Linked DNA regions of Mus musculus: all the other regions are linked to region 4. The links are chromatin contacts, called in public promoter capture Hi-C maps. All regions are on one chromosome and are shown on one strand. The core of a region is the stretch at or near the end of the contact, and the rest is flanking DNA. Distances in the headings are between cores, read along the strand shown.

The links. Promoter capture Hi-C pulls out the DNA fragments that hold promoters and counts their contacts. Capture Hi-C pulls out chosen DNA fragments and counts their contacts.
Region 1: a contact with region 4 is called in a promoter capture Hi-C map of neural stem cells. The contact joins the promoter of Lmtk3 here to the promoter of Gys1 in region 4. A contact is called at or near these places in 1 of 39 promoter capture datasets (neural stem cells) and 1 of 9 other capture datasets (adipose tissue).
Region 2: a promoter capture Hi-C map of adipose tissue shows a contact between it and region 4. The contact joins the promoter of Kdelr1 here to the promoter of Gys1 in region 4. A contact is called at or near these places in 1 of 39 promoter capture datasets (neural stem cells), 1 of 115 datasets of contacts at active chromatin or transcription factors (astrocytes) and 2 of 9 other capture datasets (adipose tissue and pancreatic islet).
Region 3: a contact with region 4 is called in a promoter capture Hi-C map of liver. The contact joins the promoter of Bcl2l12 here to the promoter of Gys1 in region 4. A contact is called at or near these places in 5 of 39 promoter capture datasets (cranial neural crest, liver, neural stem cells and 1 more), 4 of 484 Hi-C or Micro-C datasets (B cells, CD8 T cells, bone marrow-derived macrophages and 1 more), 7 of 115 datasets of contacts at active chromatin or transcription factors (Th17 cells, astrocytes, bone marrow-derived macrophages and 4 more) and 3 of 9 other capture datasets (adipose tissue, liver and macrophages).

Annotation. Positions count from the first base shown.
Region 1 is chr7:45,783,933-45,786,632 of GRCm38.p6, reverse strand. Lmtk3 (lemur tyrosine kinase 3) reads right to left here and starts at 1,286. Exons shown (of 15, transcript NM_001290990.2): 1 at 952-1,286; 2 at 49-182. The coding sequence starts at 1,027. It overlaps Gm5897 (predicted gene 5897), which reads left to right and starts at 2,166. Exons shown (of 2, transcript NR_153811.1): 1 at 2,166-2,700.
Region 2 is chr7:45,871,551-45,874,250 of GRCm38.p6, reverse strand. Kdelr1 (KDEL (Lys-Asp-Glu-Leu) endoplasmic reticulum protein retention receptor 1) reads right to left here and starts at 1,411. Exons shown (of 5, transcript NM_133950.2): 1 at 1,150-1,411; 2 at 392-492; 3 at 50-208. The coding sequence starts at 1,240.
Region 3 is chr7:44,996,175-44,998,874 of GRCm38.p6, reverse strand. Bcl2l12 (BCL2-like 12 (proline rich)) reads left to right here and starts at 1,296. Exons shown (of 7, transcript NM_029410.3): 1 at 1,296-1,412; 2 at 1,883-1,997; 3 at 2,189-2,331. The coding sequence starts at 1,891. Irf3 (interferon regulatory factor 3) reads right to left here and starts at 1,227. Exons shown (of 8, transcript NM_016849.4): 1 at 967-1,227; 2 at 1-170. The coding sequence starts at 162.
Region 4 is chr7:45,433,587-45,436,286 of GRCm38.p6, reverse strand. It overlaps Gys1 (glycogen synthase 1, muscle), which reads right to left and starts at 1,448. Exons shown (of 16, transcript NM_030678.3): 1 at 1,117-1,448. The coding sequence starts at 1,234. Ruvbl2 (RuvB-like protein 2) reads left to right here and starts at 1,823. Exons shown (of 15, transcript NM_011304.3): 1 at 1,823-2,035. The coding sequence starts at 2,024.

The sequences.
Region 1 (2,700 bases), core at 37-2,536, 350 kb before region 4:
CTTTGCTGCCTGGGGTCTTTCTCCCAGGTTAGTCCTAGGGCACCTCACCTTGAAACGAACATCACCCCGTTTGCAACACAGACAGGTAAGGAGGAGAAAGATGAAGGCCAGCAGACCCGAACAGGAAATGAGGACCACAGCGTAGGGCGGAGCCAAAGGGGCCCGGCTCAGAGCGAATCCATCTGTGGGCATAAGGCTAGGCTGGGGTCTGGGCTTCAAGACACTGGCTACCGGACTCATGCCCCTCCCATCCTAGGCTAGTCTTGGACTACAACCCCCATGATGCTCCGAATCCAGGGGCTCCTTGGCAGGGGAGCCAGGTGGTCTAACGTATTGTGGGAGTTGTAGTTTAAGGTCTTCCCAGGTGGTTGGGGGTGGGGTCCCTCCTATCGTTTCAAACTGGGACCCACCCCCCACCCCAAACGCATCCCGTAACCCGGATACATTCCAGTGACCAGCAATAGTGAGGCCTGGAGCTCTGAGAATTTACAATATGCTACCATAGACAGCTTCATGACCATCATTCCCCCAATAGCAGGCTGTTGGCAGATATTTGCCCCGAGCTGAACGCACTGCCCACCCCACGCCTGAAGGGTGACTGAGAACTGTTTCTTTTAAAGACACAGGGAACACAGACTTGTTCTCTAGCCTCAGCCTCAGACCTGAGGGAGGGGTCTCTGCAAAGCCTCAGCTGTGTTCCCCTTAGAAATAGGGTCTCTCTCTTTCCCAAAGGCCGCGGCCTTCCATCTCCCCGCGCACCCGTGTGCACTCGCGTGCACATGAGCTCACATGCACGCTCACAAGCACGCACTCGGCCCGCAGCCCACTCCCCACCCGCCCTGGCTGGTCTCCCTGGCCCTGCAGACCCGTTGGTCCCCAGGGACTGCGCACAGGTGCCGGGCGGACCCGGTGGGGGTGGGGCGCGGGCCGCGGACGGCTGGACATACTCACCCGGGTGCGCTGGGGACGCCAGGCAGCCGGAGGCGGAGACGGCCGCCAGGAGGATGAGTGCGCCGGGTGCAGGCATCTTGTCCAGGATGGAAGGGAGGTGGAGGAATCGGCGGCTGGGGAGGAGGGGGGGCGGGCCCTCAGCCCCCAGCCATGGGGACCCGCTCAACCCTGGCCTCCCTCAGCCCAGGAGAGGGGCGGGAGATGCAGGACAGGGGGAGGGAGGGGTTGCTTACTGGTTCTGATACCCCCCTCCCCCTCCTCGAAAGGACAGACGGATGAAGGGATGGAGAGGCGGACGGAGGAGAGGAGCTGGGGAGCCGGGGTTGCTGGGGTAGGGGGGAGGGGAAGATGGGGGGGGGAGAGAACGAGGGCCCCGCCCCCGAGGACAATCGGGATTGGGGGAGCAGAGAGCCTGTCAGAGGAAGGGTGGGAGGAGGAAGGAGGGAGCGTTGTCATGGCAACTGGTTCCCGGTTGCATTGGCTGCCAGGCGGGAGGGGAGAATAGGGAGGGGGAGGAGGGACAGACAGAGACCAACAGACCCTTGGAGGGGGGCAGGGTCCACAGTGCGTGGCCCTGACACCACTGTGACACAACACTGGTGCCCACACGTGTGCTACATGCTAAGATGCAGATAGCAAGCCCACGCAGCCCACACACAGCTGAGACATGTCACAGGAACCTTCACAAGCGCCTCTCATACAAAGGTGGACAGCCATCAGCAAACGGAGACAAGGACACGTCACACACAAAGACACAGGGACAGACCACACTGAGAATGCATAGGCAGTCCAGACTCTGGTTGGTACAGATTCACCCAGCCACACAGGAATACCCAGCATCACATGAACACACACGCACACGCACACATACAACACAGAGCTCCAAACATAGGGAGGTATCACAAAGATCCATTCAGACCCTTTGGGACATGAGGAGGCATGCTGTCATAAACTGATATTCCACACAGGCAACAAAGAACACACAGAAATCACTAACTCAAACACGTAAAGCCAGTTGCATGCACACAGACACAGGCTTGTCAGTCACATATGGAGCATACAGAAACAACACATGCATGTATGCAGGCACGGGGTTTGCACATTGCTCACCTTCAGGGACAAATGCATATCACATACATGCACACGGGAACACACGGTTCATACATGCAGAGCTACATAGCTTATGCAAAAACACAAATATAGAACGGGTACAAACATGCCCTGTGCACACGTATTACACACAAAGGCACACCACCTACCTAAATAGACAGCATGAATGGACACACTCTTTAGACGTGATTATGAGGACTCCTTATCCACTGCAGTCTCACACCACAGACATCAACACACATGGGCACAAAAGATGCATAAGCGTAGTTTATTTCATGTATTTATTCTTGGCAGGATTTACTCTGCGCCAGGCGTTTCCCAAGATTTACAGTATTACCTTCCAATCATTACAACAGCCCCCAAGACAGGTTCTTTTTTCATGCCCAATGTATAGGTAAGGAAACTGAGGCACAGAGAGGGGCAGTCACCTGCCCCATGCACAGAACAGGGGATAGGCAGAGGTAAGGCTGGAACCTGGCCGTCAGGGACACCGACACATCAGACAAGACACACACACACACACACATCACGTGCCAGGCTGCAGTCTCGGGGTCCCACCCTACGCGGCGGCACACAGAACTGCAGACACACCCGGAAGCGCGGACTGCCGCCCTCGGCGAGGATGTCTCCATGGTCCAG
Region 2 (2,700 bases), core at 162-2,661, 440 kb before region 4:
AGATACTCTGCCTCTACCCAACCACCACACAGGCCCAGCAGAAACCTACCTCCAGAGGGGTGAAGTCATGGTTGACCAGGAAAGCCAAAATAGCAGTAGGAACGACGAGGAACTCCACCCGGAAAGTGTCGTGGTTGCCATCATAAGTAGCTTTGAACTTGCTGTAGATCATCCACACCGTGGTAAAGGAACAAGCTATGTAGACCACCTGATAAGAGGGTAACAGGGCATCTCAGCTCACAGGTAGGGCCTCAGGTCACGGTGAGGGAGAGAGAAATCATGTTCCCCAGCCACCTCCCTCAGACCATATGTCTAGGCCCAAGCCTCTTTGGTGACTCCTCCCTGATCCCTGGCCTGGAACCCTGCCACAGGGGGCTGACTGCAACTCTACCTTCATGCAGGTGTTGTAGAGTGAAATGTAGTTGGTGAACAGGTCCAGATATCGGGCAGTGAACACCACAGCAAACAGGACTTGGCTCTTCCCTGAAATGCCTGGTTGAGACAGAGAACGAAGGGCAGGGTGGAGGGAGCTGGAGGTGGGCTACTTGGGGCAATAATAAACTAACATGCAGCGCCTGGGCCAGCCGGCTGGAGCTCTAGACCACAGCGATTCCCCAAGGCCTTTAAGCCTGAGCTCGGCCCTTTTTCCACCATCCACAGGCAGGGGGCAGCCGGCTCCAAAAATACTAGAGACCGAGGCTCTATCCCAGGCTAGGCCTCGCCGGTCCTTCTGTCTCCCTCAGGTCCTCCTGACAGTCTAGACCTACACTGGGACCTAGGGAGAGCCCTGCCTGACTTCAGCCTCCCAGTCGGTCACCTTCCTCCCGCTCCCTTCCTGGCCTTCCACAGTCCACGTCACCAACTCCCAGCCACCTCCCCGCCTGCCATGGCTCCTGGTTCCCAGCCCCGGAACACCCAGAGCTGTCCCAAAGGGTGCTGCAGAAGGTTGAACTGAACGCCCGAAGCCACCCCCACCAAACTATGTGTACCCCTTAGTCTAGGGAAAGGAGCTGACCCCCTGGTGACCCTAGAACTAGAAAAGTGATCCCCAGCAGGCAGTCCGGGAGGACTCTGACCTGCCGAGCTCCAGCCTTCCCGGTGCCCCAGAGCGGCCCGCTCCCGCCCCCTCTCCGCGGGGGGGCCTCTCACCCGCACACGATCGGGACTTCCAGATTTTGAGCAGTAACAAGATGATAGCTAGGAGGTGGGAGAGGTCTCCCAGGAATCGGAAGAGGTTCATGACTGGGGGACTCGGGCAGGGCTGAGCTGGGTGGGGGGGGAGGCTGGCCGGCCGGGCTGCCCCGGAGCTGCGGTGCTGCTGGGTTGAGGGCGGGAGAGAAGCCCTTCGGTAGCTCAGCTCCGGGGAAGGGGCTCTGGAAGGTGAGCCGAGGCCGGAGCTGGTGGTAAAGCTGGCTGGGAGAAAAGGGAGGAGGGCCGAGGTGGGAAGGGAGGAGTCTGAGCTGTAGCGCCACCCCAAGGGCGGGTTGACTGTCTGGCGCCCTCTGGCGCCTGCAACCTGCTTTGCAGAGTCGTATCGAATAAGCCTACTAACTGATGGAAGGGTCTTTAGGGTCCCACATTCCCAGGTGCCTTCTCTTTAGTAAGGAACTGTAGAGAGTTCGTCTAACCTCTGCCCTTAAACAGGAATCCTGAAGTTTGAGTTCTGAATCTAAAGATCCTAGTGCTGTGTTGGGTGATGGTGTAGCCTGTAATCTTAGTACTGGGAGGATGAAGCAGAGGGACCCCCCAGTTCCAGGCCTAGGGCTCCACAGTGACAGTCTATTCCTGCACAAATTATTAATACTAATAGTAACAACAACAAGAATCCTGGAGATTAAGAGGGTAGACTTCTAGCTTTGTCTGTGATCTCTAGTCCCAATTCAGTTAGAAAACCCAGGCCCCACTGCCACACACTCGGGGATCCTGACTGAGCCTACCGCCTCTACAATCCTATCCCCAACAATTACTTTATTGCTCAACATTCTGACCTGGGAATCTACACCCATAACTCCATCCTCCTTCTAAGACCCAAAATGCCAGGTCCTGGCTCTTTCAGAAACTGTCATGACCCGAGTCTTCCCAGGTCTTAGGGCACGAGAAGCAGGGCTCCAATCGACTGCTACAGGCCTAGGTCCCAGCGCCTCTACACATTCATATTCTCCCTCTCTCTTCCCCTCCTCCACCTCTCTTTCTCCACCTCCAACTTCCATTCTCAGGGACCCGGGAATCCTGAAGCACACTCCTCCCAATGTTAGATACTAAGGACTGTCCTACCAGAGGCAAGATGGACAGGTGACTTTATGGGACCTCAGAACCTCAAAAGTAGGGTTATAGTTTAGGATTACTGTGTCTGTGACAAAGGAAGCAGTTTTCCTCCAGGGAATTGTGTACTCAGAGCTGTGAGAGACTAGTCCCTCACTCATCAAGTGGTCCCTCAGTGAGGAACTTGCTCAAGACCTGGCCCCCAGGTATGATCGAGAAGGACTAAGGGAGAATCTGTGGTCTTCGAAAGGAGGGCTGTTATCTAAATTCCTGCTTCTGAGAGAACAGGGCCAGGCATTGGACCCCAAATCTGAAATAGAAGATCCACAACTTGGAATCCAGGGATTCTGGACCCCTGGTTTGGAGGGAGGATGGCTGGGATCTAACCCCTAGGTCACAGAAAATGGTGCCAGAGTCTGGCCACCTAGGCCTGAAAGA
Region 3 (2,700 bases), core at 47-2,546, 440 kb after region 4:
GAAGATGCCAAAGTCAGCCATCTGTGCGTCCTGCCGTAGGCCATGCTTCCACGGGATCCTGAACCTCGTTCGGCTCTCGTCCAGCCAGGCCACGCCTTCCAGCTGCCCCAGGTCCAGCTGTGACACCAGCCAGGGCAAAATCCGCGGTTTCGGGGTTTCCATGCTCTAGCCTGCGCACCACAGGACAGTTCCTGAGCCTGTCTGTCACGGGGCAAATGCACTCAAACCTCTCCGACCCGCCACAACACAGGTCTTCCTTCACCATTGTGTACAAACGGGAAACTCCTTCCCACCTTTCCAAATCCAACGGGACCGCCTCTCCTACCCCCCAGAGTCTTCTATATGAACTCTACCCATAGGTTCCTTCCCTTTTCTAAATGTAAACTCCTATTATCCAAAGCTGGCACCCTATTTCAAGAGTGGAGTCCTCTTTCCCTCGTCTTTAAAGGATCCTAACTGCTCTCACAACCGCCTCACCCTTGCAGAAAACCCTTACTCATTTCCAGAGTCTTTTCCCAGGTGCTGTCGCTTCTTCTGTTTTTTTGTTTTTTGTTCCTATATTGTTTTTACGGATGTTTGAGACAGGGTCTTAGTATGTAGCATAGGCTGTCCTTGAACTTGCTATGTAGCCAAGGCTGGTCTTCAACTCACTCTGTGGCCCTGGCTGGCCTCGAATGCACTCTGTAACCCAGGCTACCCTCAAACTTATTCAGTAGCTCAGGCTGGTCTTCAAATCGCTTAACCCATGTTGGTCTGGCGCTCATTCTGTCGTCCAGCCTGGCCTGGAGCTCACTGGCCTTGAACTTACAGCAATCTTTACTGCCTCCAGCCTGGATGCTGAGACTGCAGGCTTCCGTCTACAACGCGTGGCCATTCTGCTTTTCGGTAGCCGAGCTTCTGAGCGACAGGTTTGCCCGATCCTGCGCCCTGAGGCCGCCACCCTCCCGGCTCTTCCGCGTTACCTACCAGGGGAGGAATTGGGCGCCCGTGCGGCGCGGGTGCCAGCAGTGGTTTTGGGGCTCCCAAACAGTAGTTCTGAGACTCGCAGCCACGCAACCCCCTTCTTTGTCAGCTAAGCCTCCGAGCGCTGGGACTTCCTTTTCTAACGATATTTTGAGATATAAAAAGTTTTTCTCAACATTGACGAAATAAAGTCAAGAAATCCCGGAGCGCACTTCGGCTTAGCAGGCCTAACTCCCTCAAATGCCCTTTTTTGGCCTTCCGCCTACAGGCATGCTGGGAACGCCATATGCAAATGACCGCAAAAGAAGGCTCCACCCCTTCGACGTTGGGGCGGTTGCCGTGTCGGCCCAGTGCGCAGGCGTGGGAAAGTTGAACTTCCGAAGTAAAAGTTTGTAGAAATTGTGAGAAAGCGTGTACGCCAGTGCGACGGGGACACAACCGCGAGCCAGGTGAGCTGGGTGCCAGGGAGGGGACAGGGTTGCAGGAAAGGCCACAGCCAGTCCTGCCAAGCTGTGACTTCCAAGCACCCGGGGTCTCCCGGTGCACGCCAGAGGTAAAATTGGAACTACATCTCCCAGCAGACTGCTCGGTGAAAAGTGGGGAAATCGGACCAGCGTTTGCCGCAAAGCATACTAGGATTAGTAGTTCCCTATTCTCTACGGTCTTCGAGCCTTCTTTGGCGCTGCTAGCTGAGAGGGAACTCCAAACCCCCTTCCCGCTCCTTCCTGCAAGAGTTCAAGCACTCATTTACCTCCTTTCTTAGACTCAGTAATTCAGACCGTTTCTCCTCAACTGAATCAACTGCCCCACTGGCCCTTAAAAACCACCTTTTCCTTGGAGTTAGGCGCCCTCTTCATTCAGTGATTCAGAAGTTTGAGTTATCCCTGCACTTGGGTGCATCCTCTGTCTTCTGCCTCAGGTACCCCCATGGCCGGCTCTGAAGAGTTGGGTCTCCGAGAGGACACACTGAAGGTTCTGACGGCCTTCCTTAAGCGCGGTGAAGTCGCTGGGTCCCCTGTCCCAACTCCACCCAGGTGAGTTCCACTCCCCCAGCGTCAGCCTTTGATGGGAAGATCTTCCTGAGTCTTGTGGTCCAAACCTATCTACTCCCATCAGACCTAACTCCATGTGCCTGGGCTGAGTTTCAAGAGTGATCTTCCATGAAAGGATGAAGGGATCACTTGCCCAGACCCCTTCGGGATAACTCCGAGGTTCTTGTCCCTAGGAGTCCTGCCCAAGAGGAGACAACAGATTTCCTGAGCCGCCTCCGAAGATGCCTCCCTTGTCCCCTGGGGAGAGGAGCTCCCCCCACGGAGTCCTCTAGGCCCCACTTCCTTCCCCTCCGCCCCTGCTATGGTTCCGAGCCTGGTAAGAGATTTATTCAGGTCACTTGTGAAACTTTCAGGGCTAGGAGTTTTGGTTCCAAAAAATCCAGACAGGACCCATTATAAAGTCAACACGGTTCAGCTTCAGCACAAGCCATAACCATTTCAAGTCTTTGTCACACCTCTTTCTAGCGGGTAAGTGTAAGTGTTTGTGCTTGGATAGGAGGTACCCTGGGGCTCCAAAGCCCGGGAAGCATGCAGCTCTGAAGGGAGAAGGGGTCCCAGTGCAAGGGATGCCTGAGACTGGGGGCCCAAGAGCCACACAGCGCTGAGGTGGGACGTGTCCCGATGGAGGGGTATCCTGAGACATGGGGGCCAGGACCCTTACAGCTTTGAGAGGAAGTCTCCTCAG
Region 4 (2,700 bases), core at 199-2,698:
TTAGACTCCTGGTCATGACACAGGAAGCACTCTTTAGTCTCCTAATTCTTAGAGAATTAGGAGCAGGAAGGCTCTAAAGCTCTTGACTTTCAGATGCAGTGGGAAAAATGGTACATGGCCCTATCCAGCTACCCAGTTACCTGAGGGAAGCTTGACTTATTATTCCACACCTTCAGGGCCCCTAACGATGCTAGCCCTGGGCTGGGACACAGGGACTGCTGGGCCCTGCTCCTCCTGTGACCCCACCTCAGATTTAGGAATCTGGGTCCTCAGCCTTCTCACCTGAAACTGGTACCCTGGTAGTACACAGCATTGAGTCTGCCATCTCCCAACATGCTGAGAGACCTAGTCTCTTTCTCCCCAGGATCCAGAAAAGGAAATGTTCAGATCCACAAGGCCCAGCTGCTGGGATTCCCAGCCCAGCCTTCTCATGAGCGAGAAGCTAGTGATCTCCCATACATACTGTGGGTGGGTTCCTCCCATCCTAGGGCCCAGCTCCTGACCAACTTAGGACTTCCAGCTTTCCCAGTCCACAGGGAGGGAGGCACCTCACTACATAGGAAGCCAGGACTTAGGCCCTGGGCTCCTTCAAACTCGACATTCAAGTTCCCAACTCTTTCCCACCTTGTATCTAAGAATTTGAGTCTCCAAGCCCCTCTTGGCTTTACACTGGTTCAGGTCCGCTATGCCCCCTGAAAAATCCATGAATCCCAACCTTTAGGAACACCCCAACTCCACAGTCACGTCCTCTGGACCACAGACCCAAAAGCTCCAGTGTTCCTTGGGCTTAGATGCACTAACTCCTTCCACTTTTAGATCTCAGGTCTCTCGGCCCTCGAAAACCTCCCTTCAAGACCCAGGAATCTTTCTCTGAGTGCCCTCTTCCCTAGATTGCAGAACCTGAAGCCTCCTTCCATCTTAAGAGTAGTCTCTTGTCCCTTCCCCCCAGGGCCTAGGACGCCTACTCCAGCCCCTTCACAAGGACACAGAAGTCACAGGCGCTTTTCCCAGGACCCAAGACTCCTCCACGTAACTCTTTTCCCGTCTGAAACGGAGTTTCGGGGCCCCATCCTCGCCTGCCCTTCTTGGTCAAGGGACCAACGCTGACGTTCTCACCCTTGTTGGCCACCTCCCAGGCCACCTCGAAAAGCACTGCGTTCTCGGGGTCGAATTCATCCTCCCAGTCTTCCAATCCTGGAAGCGAGGACACAGAGAGACTGCGGCTGAGAGGCATGGCTACTGCGGGCAGGGGACTTCGAGCACCAAAACTGGAAACCAGAGAGATCGGCTGGGAACGCAGCAGACTTGGTGACCGGTAGAGTTAGCGGGTGTCCCAGGGGAAGCTTGCAAGGCGCTCCGCTTCCTATTGCACGACCGCACCCCCGCCCCAGAGCGCTCCGACTCAGGTAGGGTGAGCTGAGACACTGAATCGGGCGGGCAGCTGCAGTGAAGCCTCGTGGCCGCCAGGAGGCACTGCCCACCCTGCTGGTCTAGCACGATTGGTCGGCGGCTGGGGGGCGGGGGCTATTGCGTCTACTTATTGGCGGATAGAATCCAGTTTCCTTGGCCAGAGGCTCCTGGGGAGCTGCGGGGGCGGGGCTTGTTTCTACGCAGCATGGAAGTGATTGGTGAACAGAGCTGTCAATCTCAGCTGTAGGCCCAATTTGGTGAGGAAGGTTGGACAGAGAGGGAAGGGATCGTGGAGGACGTGTGGTTGCTACAAAATGTGCTCAGAATTTTGCAATCGGACTTAGCAGTTGCAGGGCGGGGGGGAAGGAGGGGGGAGGAGGCTAGGTAAGAGGAGGAGGAGCAAGAGACGTCAGGAACCCACCCGGGATTCAGAACACCGGCTTTCCAATTTAGCCTCGCGGGCTGGGCGCGGCCTAGTGTACGCCCCCTACAGGAATTTTATATATCTTATGGGCCATAGAGATGACTGGATGACCGGGAGCCTAGAGAGGATAAAGACCGCGCTCCTAGCCGATTTCCGTTTCCGCTGAGGCATTGGCGGTTGGTGTGCATCATGGCAACCGTGGTAAGTGTTGGGTGCATGTGGAGGACCGACAATGACCCTTCTTAGAGAGTCTGAAGGAGGGAGCTGGAGAGGACTCTTGTATCTGAGGGAGGAGTGATAAGGAAGATGCCTGGTTTGACGGAGGAGGTCTGGGGAGTACTCCCGAGTCAGAGGGAGGATGCTGAGGACACCGAGTCTGAGCAATGGATACAGAGGAGAATGCATGTGTCTAAAGGAAGAGAGCAGAGGAGAATGCATGAATCTGACGGAAGGGGGCTGAGGAAGTCGCCAAGGAGGGCTTGGGAGGACACATGGATCTGTGGGAAGTGTTGGGAGGAGAGGATACCAGGGTCTGAGGGAAGCAGGCTGGTGTGTGCACCTTTGTGTTTGAGGTAGGCAGGCTAGAGCCTGAATCCCTAGATCGGAGGGACGATCACAGTGGATGAGGCCTGGTTTGGAGGAGGAGGAGGGCTAGGGAGGGTGCCTGGGCCTAATAGAAGAGGGCTGGACCTGGACTCCTGGATGTGGAGGAAGTGTATTGACCACTGAGGAAGGAGCTTCATTGTGGCTTTAGAAGCTAGTAGAGAAGGCAACAATGTATTCAGAATCCTAGATGTCAGGCATGGTAGTGAAAGCCTGCACTTGGGAGGCAGAGGCAGGTGGATCTCTGTGAGTCTGAGGATAGC